2 separate regions of the Mus musculus genome follow, and region 1 is linked to region 2. The links are chromatin contacts, called in public HiChIP or PLAC-seq maps. All regions are on one chromosome and are shown on one strand. The core of a region is the stretch at or near the end of the contact, and the rest is flanking DNA. Distances in the headings are between cores, read along the strand shown. Region 1 holds the start of Ccdc89 (coiled-coil domain containing 89). Region 2 overlaps Me3 (malic enzyme 3, NADP(+)-dependent, mitochondrial).

Region 1 (4,717 bases), core at 870-3,369, 580 kb before region 2:
AATTGAGGTAATTTTTTTGCCTATTAGCATATTGTAAAATAGTCTCAATAGAGAATGTCTAAATCCTCTCAGTTATTAAGGAGAAAAACCAAGAAAGTGGAAGTAAGATAGACTTGCAGAAAATATTAGAATTGGTTGATGTAACGAACTTGAATCTTAATGCTCAATAGAATGAATGTATCAGAGCTAGCTTTTACACTTTGGCACACAAGTGAATGATCAAACTTTTGCTTTGCCAAGCTAATACAAAATCAGATCCAATTAGAGCCTTTTTGCTGAGAAGTTTTTGTCCTACCATGCTGACTTCTGTTTGTTTATACGCCCACCTACAGTGTTGTAAGCCTATTGTTCTGCAATGGCTAATGGGGCTGTGTCTTCCCTTTTTTCCCCCACGATAGCATGTTTATTTTAGGATCCATTAAATCATACATCTTTTCAAGCTATCTATAGGAAGATGTCTGAGGCTGAGAATGAGTGAGTTATGAGGTAGAAGATACGGATAATCTTAAGAAACCTTTGAAGGTACAGCGGGGAACACTGGTTAATCTTAAATGTGTTCTAGTGGGTGTAACTGAAAATTAACATTAACTTTGCAACAGTAACAACAACAACGTCATAGTAAAGTAGTTTTTGTACTTAAAAGTATAGTAAATGAATTATCTTTGCTTTTGCCATAAATCTAAGGCACATGGACTTGAAATATTGACTGGAGACCACAGGAAGCACAATTTCTCTTATGGAAAGAGATGGCGGAGTTTGGCATTAAGCTCTCTCTCTTTGCTTAAGAGATCCAGGCTGTGCTTTTTGAAGGCTTCTGATTGCAGACGCAGCTCATCATAAGCTTTCTGGATCCCATCTACCCTGCGCTGAAGCTCGCGAACTCTCAGGTTGCTATCAACGGCCACTGCCTCTTGCTCAAAGCGTTCCAGCGCATGCTTCTTAGCCATGGCTGCTGTCTCCAACTTCTCCTCAAGCTGGCGGATCTCAGCCTGTTTGTTCTGAAGCACCTTGCCTCTCTCCATGGACAGCTGCAGCAGCTCCTCTTTCTCTCGCAGGACAGTCTGCAGCCTGGCCTGCAGCTCCTGGTTCAGGTTGAGATTAGCCTCTTGCTCCTTTCCCATCTGTTCCGTGGCCTGCTGGTGTTGCTGTTTGATGCTCTGCAGCTGGCTGCGCAGCTCCTCGGTCTCCTTGGCATGGTCACAGGCTTGCTGGTTCTGCAGGCCCAGCAGCTCCTCCTCTCGGGCCTGAGCCTGGCTAGCTTCGTGAGCGCATCTCTGTTTCAAGACCTCCAGTTCCTCCACCAGGGCCTTGTTGAGTGTAGTGAGCTCCAGTACCTTAGCCTCCTGGTCTTTCAGAGCCTGGCTGAAGAGGCTGTTGTTTTCCTGCCTCAGCCTCGCATTCTCCTCTTTCAGCTTGACGTTTTCACTCTTGTGCGCATCCTTGAAGCGAATCATCTGCTCGTGGTTGGATGCCAGGATCATGAAGTGATTCTCCAGCTTTTGGATGTGCTCACTCTGGGCCTTCAACTTCTCCATCTCCTGCAGCCTCTTCTCCTCCAGCTCCGAGTTGAGCAGTTCTAAGATCTGGCAGCGTTCCAGGGCCTCGTCGGATCTGCGTTTCAGGATGCAGATGAGCTGGGATTGCTCTTGGATGCGGGAGCGAAGCATTGCCTTCTCGCCCTTCTCCTCCTCAGACAGTCCCCTAAGGTTGGCCAAAGCTTCTCTCAGACCGTCCATTTCCTTAAACCCCAATTCCTCATCCTGGTTTTGCAGGTTTTCGTTTTGTTTTCCTAAGATCTCGTCGGGGGGTGGGGTATCCATCCTAAGAGTCTTCTCCTCCTGCGGCATAGACGCGCTCTGCGGGAGAACTGACTTCAGTCTTTCCCCCTTCTGATTTCAAAGGGGCGTTGCTATGGACGCTTGGCACTCTCCAGCGGTTGGTTTTTCCAGTAAGGAGTCCTATAATTGGTGGACAGGCCTGCAGAACGCAGTGAGGTAATAGGGGGAGTTCAGGGCCAATCTGGTCAGGCTACGCATGTCGTTTAAACCAATCACAGTTCTTAGTTCACTGCCACTGTCCCGCCTGTGCCGCAAAGACATAAGCCTTCCACAAAGTCAGCTTCCTATTCTCTACAAATCCTGATTTCTCATAAGAGTAAACAAAGTAAGCTTACAGTGACTTACTCTGCTCTTTATTCTGAAAAGAAACTGCTGTCTATAGAAACAATTCGCCATGGGTGCACACAAAGGAGAGTCTGGACCCAAGTCTTAGCTCAGCTGCTATAAATGAAATTTCTTTTGTTTCCCTTAACTCTAACCTTATCTTTGGGAGTGGACACCTTTAGTTAGACACTCAATCCTCCTGTTTATCTATTGGGAAAATAAATGGACAGACAGAAACGCAATGAACAATACAGATGCAATCAAATCAGAAACAAAAACCAAAAACCAAACCAAAACAACAACACACCCCATGATGGTTGATTACACTTGTGCCTTGCACACTGGAAACATGGAGATACAAGTCTGTTTGACAAGACGCCAAGAGTGATAGTCGAGTGTGTATAAAAGTGTCAGATAAGATTGACATATTAATAAAAACCTTAGAAGCATTAATAGAGCACCATGTTGAAAGAGAAATAAATAAATACATTTTAAAAACGAGACAGAAACAGCTGAGCAATGAATCTCAAGAATGATCCAACAAATGCAAGCAAAAATTAGATGGTATTTCATCCACCAAAGTCAGTAAAAATAAATGGATATAATTCTCATTAATTATGATTTCCCTTTAAACATGATAATGCTCAATTAGCTGTTTCTTTTGGATATTTAGATTCCAAGCTTCTTAATTATTATGAGGTAGATGGCAGAAGCTTTGCACAAGGTTCTTCTTCCTCCTCCTCCTCCTCCTCCTCCTCCTCCTCCTCCTCCTCCTCCTCCCCCTCCTCCTCTTCCTCCTCCTTCTTCTTCAGATTATTTCAAACAAACAGCTCCCCACAAGGACAGTTACTGGCTCTCAATACAGTTAAAGCACTTTTAGTTAGCATAGACACTCTTAACTGACTTTCATCCAGAATATAAAGAGCAAATGACCAGAAAATTTGAATGTGTCTCTTCTTGTTTTACATATAGTGAACATTGTATTTGTTGATTACCTTATATGGTTATGTGATATAACAAACTGAAATTATAAAATATATTTTCTAAGAACAGGAAAAACTCTCAAAATATTAACATCAGTTGTTTCTCCGGGTTGGAATAACTGTCTCCCTCCCTCCCTACCTACCTAAGGCCCACACACATAACAGATATTCAGAGATCTTTATTGAATAGTTTTTCCACATTTAAAAATGTATTTTGTTAAGTACAAATTAACTTCTGTAACATCAAAATCGATAGATTTTTTTTCTAAATTAAAGCAAAGAACTTCAAAAGATTTATTGAGGGTGCAGGAGGAGGAATACTAACACATAGGATGTTTGAAAAAGTTTGAGTAAACCTATTTTATAATCTTTTAAAATATAAATATTAGAATACACACACACACACACACACACACACACACAAACACACATATATATTTCTCCCTAGAAGCCATAGATCATGAAACAAAGAGCTAAGCATCAGGAACAAGACATTTGCCTTAAAGCTATTGATCAAAAAATCCAGAGACTCCTAAAACGACCCAGGCTATCTTCATTCTTCTTAGTTGCCCACCAAGACTTGATAAGACCCTGTTATTGGAGATACCACATGCTTTTGTCACAGAATATGGAAAATGAAACTGATCTTATTGGCTAGCTTTCATAGTGCTGGAAGGTGCTCTGTAGGCTTGCTGGGGGGAAAGACATCAACATTCTCACCCAGCTGTGAACCCTGCATACTATAATAAGGACCAGCTCAGCCAGATGTGCTCCTCAGTGCAAAGATGAAATGAATGCTATTCCATTTAAGGCCTGTTCCTCAAGGTGGAAGTCAACTGGGACAAGAACCCATGGCATGGTAGGTTAGAGGCCTAAGGAAAGGATTTACTACTATTGTGTTGTTAAGTGGACATAGATACAACATCCTTCTAAACATTTATCTTCCTACCTATTGATTAGTGCAGCTCTCAACCATCTTGCAGCAGATATGAAGAATACAGGACTAGAACACTCAGCTCTAAAGGCAGCACCTGCATTACCAGTCCCCAGTCTCCCCTAGAGCTCACGGGTCATCACAGAAGAGGGGGTGAAAGATAACAAGAGTTAGACGTTTGACGGCTTCAAATCAGTGTGTCCTGGACACCAAGGGGTGCTTTCTGGGTGTGAACTCATGAAGTCATAAGTGTATTCAGGAGACCTCCACAGGATCAAGGTAGGCAAAATTTCTATGTGGCTGTGTTGTGTGACAGTTTTCCTCATCAGATTCACCAGCCAGTCACTCCCAGAGTAATTGAGCTAAACTGCAAAGAAGACTCTGAGACCAGACCAGCTGTCTGGAAGAAGCAGAAAGCAGTCCAGCTGCCTGGAAGAGGTTCAGACCACATGGAAAGGACATTCAGACCACATGGAAAGGACACTCTCCAACCTATCGAGCAGGCTACAGGCTGTGCAGTGTGCTTCAGGTTCCCAGCCTTTGGGGAGCTGTCACCCATGCTGGGGTGGATTTTGGTGATGCATCCATCTTTGTTGAGTCACTTCTCCTCCTGTAAGTAAACCCCCCCACCCCATACT
Region 2 (4,670 bases), core at 1,554-4,053:
TGGGTATATTTACTGATTCTGGAGTTGGAATAAAAAGGATTAAGCTGGGTCTAGGCAGATGGTGTCTCCTGAGGAAATGAGAAATCCGACAGGGCTCTTGGCGGCCATGTGGGACTGATGCAATAGATCAGAACATTGGAGACCTTAGCCAGTGTCTTCCATCTTTTGCGAGTTGTATTCCCAGGGATGCAGTCATTGCATGTGAGATTGTAAGCAGAGATTACTGGGGGATCTTCACAAGGACTGACTGCTTTATTCTCTTCGAGAAATGTAGAGTTTTACTTTCTGCATTTAGGTCTATGCTTTGGGGAGATTGTTGGCTGAGAACTAGCACCAAAGGAAGCTGATAGTGGAAGAATAAGACCCAAACAAGGGATGATTGATTCATGAATCTGCTAAATTCTCTCCATGGATCTTTATAGTTTACCTGGCTTGAACTGAGAGACAGTCAAATCGGACCTACTCTTATAGGCAGCAGGAATCCTGGCCGAGGAGACAGCAGGGGTAGGTCTTAAGCATGACTTATACAGTGAAATGAGATGGGTCACAGCAGGGGCTCCAAGCTGTTCTTTACTGTTTGTCTTGGAGTGTGAGTACTTCTCAACATGGGAGAGGTAGAAGTTTTCACTAAACTGGCCTCCAAAACACCAAGGTCAGACTGACGTCATCTCTACAAGCAAACTGCTTTGACTTGCTCAGTTATGCCAGTGTGAAGGATGGGAAGGAGAATCTGTTCCAGAACTCGGAACATTAAATCACGTCTTTGTTAGACATTAAATCTAACGGGGCTGACCTTCCTCACGGTGTTTACTCTCACTGCGTCTCCTTTTCCTCAGTCTTTGGCATGCTGACCCTTCCCACCCCTATTTCTCTACTTTTAGTGATGACAAAAAAGAATGTACTCAACAACCCAAAGGGCAGTGAGCCCTCTTGATGAACGTCTAGCCACTCAGCCCCCCACATCCTACTGAGTCTTGAAGGTAATATATTCTTCTGAAAGGGATTAACTTCCTGAGGAGTGGACCTCATTTTCTAGCAAGTAGCTTTGCTTGCATTTCTTGAGTGTTTATGACTTAACCCACCCTTTATTCTTGGGGCAAAGTACAAAGCCAGCTCTCCTTTTTGTCTTTATAGGAAGTGTCCATTCTCCTCCGAGCATGCTGTCTTCTATATTAACTTTTTTTTTTCATGGACATAACACTTTCTCTCTTATGAAAAAGGACTCATGTCCAATCTAGACCTTTACCTCTACAAAGGTGAGGTTCTAGGCAGAAATTTCCAGAAGGTTTGATTAGTAGATAGCAATTAATAGTAAAAGAGATATTCAGAAAGGAATTCAGACAAAGGTTATAGGAAAATGAGTCTCCAGGGCCTTCAGGAACAAAGCTATCATCGCTGTTTGCCTTAGCATCTACCCCCAAACCCAAAGGAAGACAAATGACAAATATAACCACAGAGACAAGACTGGCCATTTTGGAACCGGTTTATATTGTATTTCTTCATCCAGCCCAAACCATCTCTGGAGACTGCGTCAGACCTTCTGAACACTCATAGCTTCCTTAGGCCAGCTGTAGGTGTCTAGTGAGAAGGAGTCATAGTCTGGAGTGTAGATCAGAGATTTTACAAAAGCCTCCTTGTCCTTGGGCTCTGGATAGTAGGAGGCCAAGTTGTGTTTGTATGCATAGTCGAGGACCTAGGAAAAATATGTTCGGGTGAGGAACTAGATCTATGGGTAAGTCTGTCTTAAAGGCTCCTTACTTGGCAGCCAGGGGCTAAGGAGTATCTCCTAAAGAACCAGTGTTTCTCTTCAGTTGTGACCTACGACACCACTGGAAGGGGAGGGTTAGAACTTTCTTTCTAGATAGTACTTACTTCCCCCCCAAGAGGCTTGTAGTCTCCCTCTCCAGAGCTCCGGAGATAAAGGGTTCATACCTCATGCCTGGGCCAGGCTAAAAGAGGCTGAGCCTATCTCACCTGCTTCCCACTCCCTGTGGGTTTCCAGCCATGTCAGGCTTCATGGGTACTTCAGTGTCCTAGTCGGTAAGCAGAGTAATTATATCCCTTTCCTAGAGCGATGTGAATAGAGGCCATTCCCTTGCTGGCTGAGAGGTTGAACTGGATGATTTTCTTATGAACAAATAGCCTTAATGAAGGAAGTGTGGTGGCTGAGCTGGACTGGGACTAAGTTGTTGGACTTTACAGCTGCGGTTTAAGGGTGCCTGCCCTGGACAACTAACTCATGTACTGCTGACTTAATACATAGTCAACTAACTATGTATTGCTGAGCAGTGCAGTTTATGAAATTATTTGTCATTCTAACAGAAAAAGCCATATACACTAATGGGAATGATACGTATCCATTATCCAGCTTGGATAGTTATTATTTGAAATTGGTCTTTATTGTATTGTGCTGTATTTGAAAACCTATCGCTTTTGCATAATCTCACAGTCTGGAATATTCTGTGAACCTGATCACCTCCTCACCTCTTAAAGAGAGAAAGAGGGAAAAGAAACATGTGCCATGCTTAGCAGGAACATTTAGTCTCCAGAGCTCCAGGAGAGAGGAACTTCTGACCTCTTCAGAACCGAAGTGGAATGAAGTAAAGATATCTGCTGATTGCCAGAGTAAGGACTCCAAAGCCCGAGTCCTTGCCATGAGGCTATGCAAGCTGACCTTTCTCATAAATGACTGACTATGATTCATTAAGAAAAAAATTCCACCCACGTTCTGGTTCACAAGACCATGGCCTCTGGTGGCCTTTCCTGATGTTTTGGAGGAAATCTGGGTGCTTTCCTAGAATTGGCCTGAATGGGTATTTGGGACTCAGGCTGTTGAGCAGGCAAGAGTTTGTCACTCAGTCTTTGGTGTGCATGCAGGGATGCTCAGGGAGCTCAGGATGTTTCCCTGGCTGCCATCCCCTTAGCTCTCCTGAAGTCAGAGGAATAGGTGGAGCCTTACTACCCATGCCAGAGGGATACAAGTAGGATACCCCTTACTTTGACTGCAATTCTCAGAGACACATCTCGGATGGTGCTGAGTGGTGGGTAGAGTCTCCCCTGAGACAGGTGCTGCTCAGAGACTTCTTGGGCAATTTGCTAGAGAGAGGGAGAGGGGAAGGGAGAGAGATAGGTTGATTTTTTTTTTTCATCACAGAACAAATCCATCCCCTTATCCCAAAGCTTGCCCAGGTACTGCAACCTGTGCCACATAAGGAAGCTTAATGCTAGGCTTAAACAAAGACTCATTCTGTCTATAGTAAATATGGCTGATGTTCAAAGCAGCACGGGACTCCCTGAATTCTAAAAGAAAATCACCAAGACCAAGAAGGATGTAGTTGTGACCGGCAAACAAAGCTTTTTGTCCTCTGGTTGGCCACAGCCTGTTACACAATGGTCTCTGGGTTCCTTACTTCTTGGATTCTAGTCTCCTCCGACACGCTTGATATTCTAAATGGTCATCTAAACAAAATCATTTCTCTGGTCATGGTTCTATGAGTTTTCCTTTCCAGCCTTGTTTCTTCTCTAATGCCAGTGTTGGGGGGCAGTGAGTGGGCAGAAGAGATGAGAGGACGAATCCAGGGGTCACCAGGCTTAAAGACCTGGTGTTGATCCACCAACCCTATTAGATTAGAAGCACCCTAGGAAGAAAAGACAGTGGTACCTCTGCCGTCAGGAGGAAGATTTCATCTGGGATGTGCCGGATCCCACCAGCGATGACACCCAGAGCTACCCCAGGAAACACATAGGCATTGTTTCCCTGACCAGGAGTGAATGTCCTGCCATCTTCCAGAGTCACACTCTTAAAAGGACTTCCACTGGCAAAGATTCCTCGGCCCTGGAGGCAGGAAGAAAACAAGAGCTGGATCATGGAGACAGGTTTGGAGTAGTCATGGTAGTCTATTCTTGTCTCTTAAATATGGGGTCCGCTTCATTCTCCCTTAAGTGTTCAGAACTGTAGTGAGAACTTGGTAAGTACTCTAAGAACAATTTACTTATCTGACCAGAAAGCTAAGCCCCACCTCCCTTTAAGTTACTGACAGTGGTGGTCATGGTGACCCTTCCCCCCAACATTTGGAAGGGCCAAGTCTGGTCAGTTGCCTAGAGAATACAGAAGCATGGTTCTGGATAAAGCTCTATCCAGAGCTTTGGAGCATTGAGAAGCACAGTATCATGGGGAGAGCTTTGGTTTTGGAGTTAATTCTAAGTTTCAGAGGTAGCTCTATTCTTTATTAGTTTGATGATGTTTGGAAAGTTGACTCATCTTTCTTTTTTTTTTAAATAAATTTTTTATTGGTTATTTTATTTACACTTCAAATGTTATCCCCCTTCCTGGTTTCCCCTCCGAAACTCCTCTAACTCACTCCCCTTCCCCCCTGTTTCTATGAGGGTGCTCCCCCACCCACCTACCCGCTCCCACCTCATCACCCCCCCAGCAGTCCCACACACTGGGGCATCAAGCTTTCACAGGACCAAGGGCCTCCCCTCCCAGTGATCCCAGACAAGGCCATCCTCTCTTAAATATGCAGCCGGAGCCATGGGTCCCTCCATGTGTTCTCTTCATCGTTCTAAACCTCAGCTTGCTTACTATGACGGGGCACTCTCTGTCACCCATATAGGGTTTCTGGTGTAACTGTTACTACTTTCTCTCAGCTGGTGGGAGAAAGAACTCC

Evidence for each region. HiChIP or PLAC-seq counts read pairs in DNA pulled down with a chosen protein or histone mark.
Region 1: an H3K4me3 HiChIP or PLAC-seq map of the 230-238 cell line shows a contact between it and region 2, with 8 times the contacts expected there. The contact joins the promoter of Ccdc89 here to the enhancer-like site in region 2. A contact is called at or near these places in 8 of 39 promoter capture datasets (the 3T3-L1 cell line, the HPC-7 cell line, HPC-7-derived erythroid cells and 4 more) and 1 of 115 datasets of contacts at active chromatin or transcription factors (the 230-238 cell line).

The regions. Positions count from the first base shown.
Region 1 is chr7:90,423,714-90,428,430 of GRCm38.p6, reverse strand. It overlaps Ccdc89 (coiled-coil domain containing 89), which reads right to left and starts at 2,119. Exons shown (of 1, transcript NM_027298.1): 1 at 1-2,119. The coding sequence starts at 1,847. The coding sequence ends at 735.
Region 2 is chr7:89,848,759-89,853,428 of GRCm38.p6, reverse strand. Me3 (malic enzyme 3, NADP(+)-dependent, mitochondrial) reads right to left here. Exons shown (of 14, transcript NM_181407.4): 12 at 3,662-3,835; 13 at 2,998-3,096; 14 at 1-1,693. The coding sequence ends at 1,532. Among named protein-coding and RNA genes, the nearest start is that of Ccdc81, 53 kb to the left of the region's middle. Within about 2 kb of position 2,803, at least 24 of the 459 cell types and tissues checked have an H3K27ac peak or open chromatin away from gene starts, as enhancers often do.